Regions from separate parts of the Sus scrofa genome. Here regions 1, 3 and 4 are each linked to region 2. Evidence: chromatin contacts called from public Hi-C and HiChIP or PLAC-seq data. All regions are on one chromosome and are shown on one strand. The core of a region is the stretch at or near the end of the contact, and the rest is flanking DNA. Distances in the headings are between cores, read along the strand shown. Region 1 holds the start of PIGO (GPI ethanolamine phosphate transferase 3). Region 2 holds the start of SPAG8 (sperm-associated antigen 8). Region 3 holds the start of VCP (valosin containing protein). Region 4 holds the start of FAM214B (protein FAM214B).

Region 1 (2,914 bases), core at 139-2,638, 640 kb before region 2:
CGCAGAGCATCTATCACCACCAACACAAGCCGGGGGAATCGGGAAGCCATCCAGCAGGCCCCAGGCTCCCCTTGGCTCCCCCATGGTAGGAACACGGGGCCTGGGGGCTCTTGGCAGCTGCTGTGGTTGTTGAGTTCCAATCGGGTGAGCAGGAAGCCACTGGTGAAGAGAGCAATGCCGGCATAGAAGAGGAAGCTGACCCAGGCCAGGAAGAGCAGTACTGAGATCTTCTGCATCCTGGTGGTGGCGGGGGAGGGAATTCATAACTGTAAAGCAAAGAACCAGTGGATTTTCTAGTCTCTCAATACAAAGCCCAGCTAGGATCACTTCCTCTTGGAAGTCTTCCTCAAGATAAACACTCCCATAGCCAACCCAGTGCAATGTTCCTCTCCACCAGTTATACCAGAGTTTCTGAAGGTGAGGTGCGCAGACTATGGGCATCGACCTGGAGCGGCTGTTTTAAAATGCTGATTTCCAGGCGCCACCCCAGATCCCCTGAATCAGGATCTTCGGCAATGCAGCACAGGCATTTGCACATGTGCTCCAGGAGATCCTAATGATGGAAAACACAGTCCACGAGAGAAACTTATTCCAAGTGGTAGACTGCTTTCTGACAGCCCGTTTCTCCGCCTCTCTCCTCGCCAATTTCAACACCCCTGGGGTGGTCAAAGCTCGCAGTCGCAGGGGGAATCCCGGCCAGGCTCACGGCGCCGCCTGGCGGGGCTCGAGGGAACGAAAGGAAGGAGTCCTACTCCGCTTCCGGACTGCCAGGATCGCCAAGAGACCAGAAGCGCGAGCTCTCCGGCGCAGCAGAGCAGAGGCGCGAGGTTCTGAGGCGTTTGGGCCTCGCCGGGACCAATCGTCCAGATGGCTCTACCTCCTCCGATGGCCACCCGGCCTCCGCCTAGGCACCCAGACCCGGGTACTAGACCTGCCAGACTGCGACCTCTGTGAGCGGGGTGGGAGGGTTCTTTACTAAGGGGAAAAGGCAGCTTAAGGGGGTTTGGGGAGACCCTGGCTCACCTTAAACGGCGCCCGGAAGTGCAGCGGCGGCGCCGGCGGCCTGGCACCACAGAGGTGCGTGCGCTGGATAGAGCAGCCCGCGAGGGATGCCCATCGCCACCTGCTGGCGCCTCCGAGGAAGTTCGGCAAGGAACGCAGGGCTGGCCAGAGAAGGAATCGGTGGGAGATTATGGTAATTTAGCATTGGGGGCAAGGCACTAAGCTAAAAAGTTCTGGGAACCACTGTCCATTCTTGGTTAAGACTAAGATCTGTGCTTCTGGAACCAAACTTAGCTTAAGTCCTAGCTCTGCCACTCATTGTCATTACTGGGCATTACCTCATCTATAAAATAAGGACAGTATTTATTACCCCCTTTTTGCCAAGCTGACTCCAACTGATGCGTTTTTATTCATTCTCTGCTAGTCTTTCACTAATTTTTTTTTGCCTTTTTTTTTTTTTTTTTTTTTTTTTTTTGCCTTTTCTAGTGCCGCTCCCGAGGCATATGGAGGTTCCCAGGCTAGGGGTCTAATTGGAGCTGTAGCTGCTGGCCTACACCAGAGCCACAACAACGCGGGATCCGAGCCGCGTCTGCAACCTACACCACAGCTCACGGCAACGCCAGATCCTTAACCCACTGAACAAGGCCAGGGCTCGGACCCGCAACCTCATGGTTCCAAGTTGGATTCCTTAACCACTGCACCACTACGGGAACTCCAAGTCTTTCACTAATTCTTACAACGCAATAATAAAAAGACAGTCCAATTTTAAAATCAGCAAAGATATGAAGGACATTTCTCCACAAAAGATAGATGCATGACCAATAAACACATAAGAAGATGCTCAACATCATCAGCCATCAGGGGAATGCTGGAGATACCACCTCAGACCCACGAGGATGGCTGTAATAAAAAAGGTGAATAACAAGTATTGGCGTAGGTGTGAAGAAATGTGAACCCTCATACACTGCTGTTAGAATTGTAAAATGCAACTTTGGAAAACAGTCCAGCAAGTTCTTCAGAAGGTTAATCATAGAGTTACCATATGACCCAGCAATTCCACTCATAGGTATTATACCCAAGAGAAATGAAAAACATGTGTTCACACAAAAAATTGCACACTCGAGGGTTCATGGTAGCATTATCATAATAGCCAAAAGGTAGAAACAACACAAATGCCCTTCATTGATGAATGGATGAACAAAATATGCTATATCTATACAATAGAATAGTGTTTGGCAAAAAAAAAAAAAAAGATGAGTATTGCTACATGCTACTACATGAATAAAACTTAAAAAACACGCTAAGGGAGTTCCCATCGTGGCGCAGTGGTTAATGAATCCGACTGGGAACCATGAGGTTGCGGGTTCGGTCCCTGCCCTTGCTCAGTGGGTTGAGGATCCGGCGTTGCTGTGAGCCATGGTGTAGGTTGCAGACACAGCTCGGATCCCGCGTCGCTGTGGCTCTGGCATAGGCCAGTGGCTACAGCTCCGATTCGACCTCTAGCCTGGGAACCTCCATATGCCGCGGGAGCGGCCCAAAGAAATAGAAAAAAAAAACAAAAACAAAAAAACACGCTAAGTAAAAAAGGCAATAAATAACAAAATAGCACATATTATTCCATTTACAGTAAATCTACAAAGTAAAGTAGTGGTTGTCTAAGGCTGGGGGGAGAGGACTGACTACTAATGGGTGCAGGGTTTTTGTGGTAGGGTGGGGATGGGGAAGCAGTGATGAAAATGTTCTAAATTGTGACAGTTGCACAATTCTGTGAATATACTACAAATTATTGAATTTACACTTTAAGCAGGTGCATTGCATTGTATGTGAATTGTATCTGAAAAACTTCAATTAAAAACAAAACAACTTCTCCAACATTTTCTCAAATCAGAGTGAAGCCTAAGTTCTTGTAGTT
Region 2 (3,102 bases), core at 90-2,589:
AGAATCAGAGGCAGGACCGGGACCAGTGCCTTCACCAGATCTACCACCAGGGCCTGGACCAGAGCCACCACCAGGACCAGAACTGGTGCCAGGACCAGGACTAGAGCTGGAGCCAGGAACAGGGCCAGAGCTGGAGCCAGGAACAGGGTCAGAGCTGGAGCCAGGAACAGGGCCTTGGCTAGAGATAGGATCATTTGCAGTGTAGGAATTTCGAGCAATATGGGAGACCTGGACAGGCTCAAAGCCAAGTCTCCCATGGCCTATCTTGTGGGTAAATCTGGGGGTGGTGTGGTGCGCCGCAGTAAGATTGTCAGAGAAGGGCTCCAGGAGAAGGCTCCGTTCTGAGTAGGGCGCTGGGGTCTGTGTAGATAATGCAGCTGCCTTGGCAGTGGAGGCAGCTGCAGTGGCTGCAGCAGCTGCTGAGGCTGCTGCAGTTGCAGCTGCCAGAGCCGACCTATGACGGCCATCCAAAGAAGGCAAGGGATCTGAAGTGGTCCCTAGTTCTTCGGAGCTAGGCTGTTCGTCTAAAGAGCTGAAAAAAAGTGAAAAAGGCAAAGTCGTCAAAAGGGCAGCGGGGGAAGTCCACTGACCTTCCTTGTCCCCTTATGCCTGCAGCCAGAGCTGCAGATCTCACCGCGATGGCGATAGCTCTGTGGAGTCAGTGGTTTCCATCTTGCGACACTCGCTACTGGGTACTGCGTTGCTATAGAGACGGCAAACCATTCCAGGAGACTGCGCAGAACTAGAGCTGGGCGGACGTGGAGGGCGGGGGTGGGGGTGGGGGTGGGGGTGGGGGTGGGGGTGGAGGCAAGTTCTCTGCGGGGCGGAAGTCTTGAATCTGGTGCACTCTGGGAAGTGCGCTTTCCATCCGGCCTGGCTGCTAAGATTCGCCGGCCTAAGGTCTCGCCCTTCATACCCGCGCAGGACTTTTGGAGGCTTTCTAAAGTGGTTCTTTGTGTTGAATACAGGCACAGTGCTGTGGAATCAGACAAAAGCCTACTTGATGTGTTTCTACAAGGGACAATGGTAGCTTCCCCTAATTTCATTCTCAAAAGTGGGGCATCTTTTTAAAATTTTTAAGGTGGAAAATACATCAGACAACAGCTTAAACAGAATGGTGAGACATGGGGCAGCAGATGTTTTGAGTGTGATAACTTCTCCAATGAAAGGCCCTCACCTTGACCCTCCTCCTTCCAGACCCCCTTATAACTTGGCTTGGTATCTGAATTGAGCAAGTCTTGGGATACTGGCTTTACTTATTCAGGCACATTCTTAGAACTGCTGCTTTTCTAGAAGTTTAACCCAGGTGGACCATGAGTCATGAACTCATAGATACACAGGCAAGTGCTCCTTTGACTGCATCATGGGCTTCCTTAGTGTTTCAGACCATAGTCAAGGGGGATCAAAGTCTTGAATCAGTTTTCTTTTCTATTTGAGGTATAAATCTTTATATATTTAAGACAGGGATCCAGAATTGAGGGAGAACAAGTTTATTGGCATCATTGGGTCCTGTTATTTCCCTACCCCGTCCAAGCATCCAAGTCTGGGGTCCTTGGTCCTTTGGTAGGTTCAACCTGGAGGCCACTGGAGCTGTCTGCCCCCAAGTACATGAATGTGCAGGTGATACACAGACTGTGCACCCAGCTTCCCATCGTTGATCACTGAAATGGTGCGTCGGGTTAGGGGGTTAAGATGGTCAAAGAATGAAGATCATATTGAGAGGTTAGATCAATTGATGGTGAGGGGCTCAAGGGCCAAATGTCACTCACCAAGTCGGTATCCATCTCCCAGTCCTTCAGCCTTTGCTGTCTTCTTTGCCACAAGGAGAAGGTGTCCTAAAAGCTACAGGGAAAGGGGAGGGAGACAGGTGGCTTCATTTACAGGGAACAAAACCTTTCCCTCAGCCAAACCCTGGCCCTGTTCTTCCCACCTGCTGGTCTTCTTCTTCAGCCTGGCTAATCCGGGGAATGGGCTTCTTAGGAATGACCAGGAAGTGCACAGGAGCCTGAGGGGCCACATCACGGAATACAAGACACTGGGAGCAGTGAACATGCCAGAGGCCACCATGTTAGTTCAACAAACTGGATGGTATTTATGAAATTCTTAAGGGGATGGGTCCTAAGGGTACCCCACCTGCTGGTCCTCATATAGAATGTCAGCTGGGAGGCTTCGATCCAGGATCCGGGAGAAGATGGTTGGGGCTGCTCCCCCAGGAGCTGCCCGCTGGGCCTTGGCCACTTCATTCCCATCAGTCACACCTGCAGCTCCTCGGACCTGCAGGTGGGTCAGACACACCCACGGGAGGGAGTTGGCAATACCACTCTCCCATGTAATCAGTTGGGGCTGACAGAGGCTGGGCTTTGAAAGGCATTAATTTCACCCTTCCAAGAACCTATTAGTGGTTCCCAACCAGGGGAAAAGCTCCTCGATTTCAGAGCATCAACAGCAGAGAGCAAGGCCAGATACTGCTGGGCCTAGTTAGGTAACAGGCCGTATTACAATGCAGGATTCAGCAGTGCAGTCGACTACTGCTCCTAAAGTGTTGAGGAAATCTAGCGCTGTTTCAAGGGAAAGGATCCAGAATGAAAACCTGGAGGTTTAGGTCCCAGTTCCTATTTTACTATTTAATCACCTTAGATAAACCCCTTCTTTCTGCTTCAAATATAAAGAGGGTGGTTTGCATCATCTCTTAGGACTACTTGGAACTTTTTCCATTTGTTCTCACCTTTCAGTAAGTTTCCACTTAATTCCATTACTTGTTTTCTGATCTTTAAGCTGTTACTTGTTTTAGCCATATTTTAATACAATTGCCCTGTATGACACAAGGGCGTCTAGGTGTCACATCTGACCTCTTACTGTGAACTTTGACTCCAGTCCCCTGAATCAGTGCAGGGAGGCGTTCAGCTGAGTGAACACAACTAACCCAGCCCCAGGGGACTGAGGTTAGGGAAGTCCCAGTTTTCCAAGGGCTGAGAGTAGGCTGACGTCAGAGGTGTCACATTGTGGGAGAATGGGACGGGATGAATCTGACCCCTTGAGTCGCTCTGGCAAGGGGGAAGAAGAGATGTTAGCACTAGTGCTCAGGAGAAGGCCAAGGACCTG
Region 3 (3,247 bases), core at 83-2,582, 660 kb before region 2:
AGGGTACTTTAAGTATTAATAAGCAGCCCTTTTCAATAGGCGCCTCAGTAATAAATACTTCACCTCGGTTCAGAAACTTGAAAAAAAGGAACACCTCAAAAAACTGAACTTTCAAGTCTGGAAGGTGCTTTGCATAGAAGAGTTTCCATAGGATGGCAGTGTTCTCCTCCCCCACCCCAACTCCCCCAGTATCTAAAGCTCTTGATTCTAAAATGGGCAGAGGTAGCCAGGTTTTATCTGATGCTTTCCTGAGGAATAGAGAGCTCAGGATTTCTCCACATAGGTAAAAGGCTGTGTGTGTTTGAGAAGTTAGGGCAACTCTAACCTTCACACCACAAAAGGCTGAAATCTAGAAAGGCCCACAAAATACGAACTGAGATTCGAATTTTAGCAAGAACCTAATGAACCCCACTTCCTAACATTATTGAAAACTGACTATAGCCTTCCCATATGAATAAAACAGGAATAATAAAGTATGAAGAAGGCCAGATGGGAAAGGCAGGGCCCGCCCTCTCGGTAACAGCCTCTCACTACTCAGGTCGTAGAGGATGCCAACCACGGGCCAGACCCACCCGGATCCAAAAGGGCCGTCGGGAGCTCCCCTGAGCTCGCCCGGCCTTGCACTGCTCCGGCCTCCTCCTCGGTCTCGGTCTCCCGGCTCCTAAGGCCTTCACGTGGCTCAAAGTCCACGCCCACCGGGCCCAGTTAGGGCGTCAGGCCCAAGTGGCCTGCACTCTCCGGGGACCAAAGGCCTACAACGGGTGGCAGACTGGATCGCAGGTGGACACCCCAAGGCCCCGGGGCTCCGTGCCGGCAGCGTGGGCCCTCAGACCTCACTAGGACAGGACAGCCGTTCGAGAGGAGCCAATCAGGCCGCCCCGGGCCTGCATGACACAGCACGATCCGGCCCAGGCCCCGACCCAGGCCCAAAGCAAGCCCCGCCTAGGGGGCGCACGGGTGCGCGGCCGGGCCCAGCGGGGTCCGCGGCTCCTCATTCGCCCCCTTCCTCTCCTTCCGTCTCCCTCCTTCCCTGTCTCCACCTCCTAGACGCGCCCACAAGCAGGCCTGGCCGGGCCTACCCAACGCAGGGGATCTCCCAGTGCGCGCACTCGCAGCGGGAGGACGGGGGGCGCGCACACACTCACTCAGCTCCGGAGGCCATGGCGCGCGCTTCTCCCGGCCAACGGCTGTGGCGGCCCGCAGGTAACGGCTACGAAGGGTGGCAGGCGACCGACTCGGCCGGTGCTCGGCTCTCCCGGGCGGAGGGTGAGCGGCAACGACAAACCCGCAGACGGCCTCCCTTTCGCTTCCTCCCAGAGGCACCAGGGCGGTAAGCGGGCGGGGGACGCTAGCGCCTGATCCGCGAGGGGGCAGCGGCAGCGACAACTCAAACGACGGCTGCAGACGCTTTGCGAAGACTGAGGCGAGAAGAGCCGAATCATCGGAAGGAGAGGTGCTCACAACTCAGCCAATCAGCGCCTGCCCTGGGTACTCCCGCCCGCCTCTCCGTGCCTCCTCTCCCCAGCAACCCGCGGACCAGAGCCAATCAGGAAATTCGCTTGCGGCCCGGCTCCCGCCTCAGGGATGCAACACGCCTAGTAACGCCACGTCAATTGGCCGCAACGCTACGCTTCCTCGACGGATTGGGACTCTCGACCAATCAACGAAAGGAATGGGGCCAGATCGACTGGCGAAAGGAGAGCCTTTAACCCTGGGAGGCTGACTCTCCCACTTGGCTCCAGTTCATTGGCTCCTGAGTTTATCCGGCTAGAAGAACCTGGCACAATGGATTGAACCCTTGTATTAGTCTAGTCCTTTTGTAGTGATAACCCACACACCCATTTTCTTCCAAAACCTGAGTATGCACTCTAACCCCTCTCCTTGCTCCTTCAAAACGCTGGCTCCAGCCACCTCTACTCCGGACTCTTTGGCTAGCATTCCAGCTCTTAATCCACTCTTCCCTGTTGTCATTACACCCTCTGGTAATCCTAATCCCACAAGCTTTATAGTTCCGCAGGGCTTGGAGGTATGTGCTCCTTCTTACCATTGGGTATTAATATTAATAGCTATGCAAAGGACACTCAATTCCGAAGAGGAATCAAAAGACAACCACAGGTAGTTCTCTTGTGGCTCCGCAGGTTAAATGACCCACGTTATAACTGCAGGGGCCTGGGTCACTGCAGTGGCAGAGGTTCGATCCCCGGACCAGGAACTTCCGCATGCCTACCATGGGCGAGGCCAAAAAAAAAAAAAAAAGGAAAAAAAAATAGCAACCGCAGAACACAAACAGATTCAATAGAGCCTAAAGCAGAAGAAAAAAAAAAAAAAAACATTGCTGAGACTTGATGACCTTGGACCCAAAATGCCAGCTTGCCCTGACTATATTCAACAGGCAGCTTTGGTGGTATGGTGACTTAATTCATCCTTTACCCTCTAACCATAGAGACACATTTGACTAAGACCATCGAATCCCAAATTTGGATTAGGGAGGGGGTGAGGTGTCATTCTAACAGACTCAGAGGTCTGCTTGTCCCTTCCTTCTAAGAATCACCTTCCAGACCTACCTAACTCCACTCATTCTGTCGCCTCACCTAGGATCCTGGGTTTGCAGGGGTACTCGCCTTTTTGGCAAGAAGGACTAAAGGCACTGATTCCTGAGTAAGGATTCCTGTAGCCCTTTCTCCTGAGGATCATAAGATAGATGATATTGGGAGAGGGCATCTTAGACAACCCGCACTCAGCTGAATCAGCCAGCTGTGAGCCTTCCCACTCAAGTATGTGCAGTAAGCAGACAGAAGATAGATATCAAATTTTATTCAAAACATAAAAAGGTAAACAGGAAAAAAAGGTACTATCAATAAAGTCAGTGCCTTGTTGTTGGAAGAGGGGCTTTTTCTGGAACCAGAACACCAGTAACTAGAACAAATTTTGCAGGACTACCACCAACCTCTCTAATGTCAGACTTATATTGGAATGGTCAGCTCTAGCCACACTCCCCAAGGAGTGTATTAGCAGAAAGCCCTCCTGACAGGTGGCTCACTGAAGCCCAAGATCAGGTTCTTGGAAACATAGCACCTTCAGGTCACAGGTCTAGAGCAGAGATGTCCGAAATTCCTCAAGAAGGGCTTCACGGTCAGGGGGACGGATCCAGTCCAAATAGGTTTCTAGGTACAGGGGGAGAGACCTGAAAGCAAAAACGGTGATGTCTAAGGGAGGATAGGCAGAAAGTTGGGCAGCCATTTCCTCC
Region 4 (3,241 bases), core at 281-2,780, 630 kb before region 2:
CACCCTGTCCCAGCCAGCCCAGGGGCAAAATGAACTCTGGCCCTACACCAGGTCCCCTCAGGGAACCAGAGGAGCCCCCAAGTGGACTAGGCCCTAGTCTCAGTTTTGACAGTCAGCTTCCAGGTCAGGAGTATGGGGAGCCATTCCTTCTTCCTCCCCCAGCAGAGGCTGCAACCTCACATCCCTTCTCAAGTTCAAATGACAATAGTGACCCACCTCTCCAAACATGCATCAAAGACCCTTAGTACTTATTATTTTCCCCTCCTACAGACACCCAGAATTTTTGACGGTCGCAATGTTACCTACCCAGGAGAAGGAAAAGTGTGGGGAAATTTCATTTGTGGCAAGTGGTAAAAATGTGTCTACCATTCACTTGGGGGCCTGCTGGGAAAGACCTTGGTAGTAGTGAGGGTGGGGTCTGGGCCTTGCTGCTAATTATTAGGTCTCTGGCCACTGAGTACAAAGTCTGGGGCAGGCACAGCTCCTAGACATGCAAGGACCGGGCCAGGCCCCAGGGCGAGGAAGGAAGTGGGAAATGAGCACACCCAGAACATAAGGGCAGAGCAAAGTGGGGGAGGTGGGGGAAGACAGGGACCAAGGCAAGCTTCTAGAAGGAACAGGAACTAGAGTGGGGGGTTAACAGGAACAGAATGGGGGAAGGGTCCCCAGAGACACCAACGAAGGGGGAAAAAAAGAAACCAAAAAACCCAGACTCAGCCAGACAGATCCAGAGCTGCCTGAGAAGGTCGCACAAGCCCTAGTGGCAAGTGGGGCCTAGATCCTCTCTAAGAGTGCTCAGGCCTGAAGGTGGAGTTAGGAGTTGAGGAGCCAGGAGCACTGCAGACGGGCTTCTTCACCCCAGCAATTTCATCACCCTCATTCCTAAAACACAGGACACAAACATCTTCCTGGAATCTCTATAATGCCCCCACACTTTCTCAAAGCACTAGGGGTTCTTCCCTCCCCAGCTGGGGCCTGCAACCCCTTCCCTTCGCAGAGTGCCCACAGCCCCATCCCTTCTTCCTCCACACAGGCCATCTGTCCCTCCCACACTCTGGACCACCAGCCCTTCTCCATCACACAACACCCCCTCTTCCCTTTCCCCCTAAGCTCCTTCAGAGTCCCTCCTCCTCAAGTATCTTCTCCAACCCTCCACTTCAAGATAAAGACTTCACCCCCTACCTAGTACTTCCCACCCTCACAAAGCACTCCCGCCCCTCCCCCACAAGGGCTACCGGAGAATGCACCTCCTAGCCCACACAGTGAGCCCCAGCTCCTCCCCTAACTCTGCTTTACTCCACCCTACCCCAGCATTTCTCCCAATTCTCTCCTTCCCTAAAGCGATCCCCACCTCCTCATGTCTGCCCAAGCGCACCCCGGTCCTTGTCCCTTCTTCCACACGCACCCCACCCCACACCTGCAGTTCCGTGAGTCCCGCTGCACCTGGGGAGGTAGTGGATTGGGGCAGTTACACAGCTGCCCCAGCTGCAGCCTCCTCCGGCAAACCTCGCCCCTTTGGTGCGAGCCCCGCCCCCGCAACGACAAGACCCACCCTCCCCCTGTCCCACCTCCCACCTTCCCCCCCCACCCCGCTTGTCCTTTTTCCTAGTTTCTGTAATTCCTGGGGCTCCTCCCCTGTAATACAGGTCCCGCCCCCTCTAAGGCCCCGCCCCTTCTCGTCTTCTCGGCGTCTCCCCATTGAACACTGCTTGCCCGTCGTCCCCTCCAATCCCCGCCCCTTTTTGGTCTCCTTGCTTGTCACTAGGACCCGCCCACTCGGATTCCAGCCTGGCAGAACCGGTGCCAAGCTCCTTTCCAACGCTAGCCCCCTCAGATCTCTGAGCCTCTTCTCCCCCCGCCCCTTCTCCCACTAGCCTCACCCCGGCGCCCGCTCTCCAGCCGGGAACCGCTGGCTCTGATTGGTGGTGGTGGTCCCAATGGATGGTGGAGGAGACAAAGTGATGGCTGCAGGTCGCCTGAGGTCCCACCCCGGCCACGTGCGGCTTCTGTGATGACAGGTTTAGATGGGCGGGGCATGTGCCCTCTGTGTGAGGCCTAGGCTGACCGGATTAGGCTGGAGGTGGGGAGCCAGAGCCAGGGTCAAAGCGTTAGCCTGAAGGCGCCGAGCCTGAATGAGGCCCTCTCAAGCTTTTGCGCTGGTGTGAGCAGCCTGCGGAACTTGAGCCTCTTAGTGAAGCCGTCTGCGTTAGCGCGTGTATTTGCCTTAATGGGGGAGGTCTGTGGGACTTGCAAAGTAGCACAAGGGGTCTCAGGGTTCTGTAAAAATGCGCAAATCTGGTTGACGGGGTCTCAACTCTGTGAGGATGAATAATTTCTGCAGCCTACTCTGTTCAAGAGAGTCTGAATTCTGGGAGACAAGAAGTAAGAGTCAGATGTGTACCTGTAGAGATAGGTCAGAGAGTCGTCTGTGAAATTCATGAGCCTAAGTGTTACTACAGAGTAAGGGGAGCCTGCAATCACTGAAGAAAAGTAGAGCCTTTGCTTTGCACGTGTCAAATCAACTATGTGACAGGAGTTCTGTTGTGGCTCAGCGGTAACTAACCCGACTAGTATCCATGAGGATGCAGGTTCAGTCCCTGGCTTTGTTCAATCCTATGGGTTAAGGATCTGGTGTTGCTGTGGGCTGTGGTGTAGGCTGGCAGCTGCGGCAGCTCTGATTTGACCCGTAGTCTGGGAATTTCCATATGCCGTGGGTGCGGCCCTTTAAAAAAAAGGCAAAACAAAACACAACAAAACAAAAACTATGTGACATTTACACTTCTGTAATTTAATTAGCGTTTGATTCTACTCTCCAACTTCCCGCAACCCTTTGGGTTCTGGAGATAGCAATGGGGAGTCGATGCTTGCCAGCTACCGGTAGATGGCAGCACAGGGCCCTTGCAGAACTCAGAGCTTCTCTGTGGAGTTGGCAGTGCTGAGGACTATGAAGGATCAGACCTGTTAAATTTCTCTCTAAGTCTCAGATTCTTTAGGTCCCTGTGACTTTCTTTCTGTGAGTCGTTAAGATGCTTTTTACTGAACACCAAATGGTGTGCTAGGCAAAAAGTGAAAAAGAAACAAAATTTTTCTGCCCTGATGTGGCTTGTTTGTTTGTATCATCATACAAATACCTGTATAATCCTAGAGAGAGTAAAGTTGGAAGGGTTTTGTGTAGTGAAAAAAGCTCAAAGTTTGAGGTCACTGTGTTTGGCTCAGAACTTTGTTTTTTTGTTTGTTTGCT

Evidence for each region. A called contact is a pair of places that touch in the nucleus more often than the background predicts. HiChIP or PLAC-seq counts read pairs in DNA pulled down with a chosen protein or histone mark.
Region 1: an H3K27ac HiChIP or PLAC-seq map of alveolar macrophages shows a contact between it and region 2. The contact joins the promoter of PIGO here to the promoter of SPAG8 in region 2. A contact is called at or near these places in 1 of 5 promoter capture datasets (fetal liver), 2 of 47 Hi-C or Micro-C datasets (alveolar macrophages and liver) and 1 of 2 datasets of contacts at active chromatin or transcription factors (alveolar macrophages).
Region 3: a contact with region 2 is called in a Hi-C map of alveolar macrophages, with 2.9 times the contacts expected there. The contact joins the promoter of VCP here to the promoter of SPAG8 in region 2. A contact is called at or near these places in 1 of 5 promoter capture datasets (fetal liver), 2 of 47 Hi-C or Micro-C datasets (alveolar macrophages and liver) and 1 of 2 datasets of contacts at active chromatin or transcription factors (alveolar macrophages).
Region 4: an H3K27ac HiChIP or PLAC-seq map of alveolar macrophages shows a contact between it and region 2. The contact joins the promoter of FAM214B here to the promoter of SPAG8 in region 2. A contact is called at or near these places in 2 of 5 promoter capture datasets (fetal liver and liver), 3 of 47 Hi-C or Micro-C datasets (embryonic fibroblasts, heart right ventricle and skeletal muscle) and 1 of 2 datasets of contacts at active chromatin or transcription factors (alveolar macrophages).

The regions. Positions count from the first base shown.
Region 1 is chr1:235,886,950-235,889,863 of Sscrofa11.1, forward strand. PIGO (GPI ethanolamine phosphate transferase 3) reads right to left here and starts at 1,389. Exons shown (of 10, transcript XM_021065447.1): 1 at 1,024-1,389; 2 at 1-266. The coding sequence starts at 236.
Region 2 is chr1:236,530,842-236,533,943 of Sscrofa11.1, forward strand. It overlaps SPAG8 (sperm-associated antigen 8), which reads right to left and starts at 1,340. Exons shown (of 7, transcript XM_005660229.3): 1 at 635-1,340; 2 at 1-532. The coding sequence starts at 723. HINT2 (histidine triad nucleotide binding protein 2) reads right to left here. Exons shown (of 5, transcript NM_001244328.1): 2 at 2,134-2,274; 3 at 1,931-2,005; 4 at 1,770-1,842; 5 at 1,475-1,661. The coding sequence ends at 1,570.
Region 3 is chr1:235,868,274-235,871,520 of Sscrofa11.1, forward strand. It overlaps VCP (valosin containing protein), which reads right to left and starts at 1,333. Exons shown (of 17, transcript NM_214280.1): 1 at 1,146-1,333. The coding sequence starts at 1,162. It overlaps FANCG (Fanconi anemia group G protein), which reads right to left. Exons shown (of 14, transcript XM_003121983.6): 14 at 2,800-3,184. The coding sequence ends at 3,091.
Region 4 is chr1:235,905,612-235,908,852 of Sscrofa11.1, forward strand. It overlaps FAM214B (protein FAM214B), which reads right to left and starts at 1,531. Exons shown (of 9, transcript XM_013986310.2): 1 at 1,444-1,531.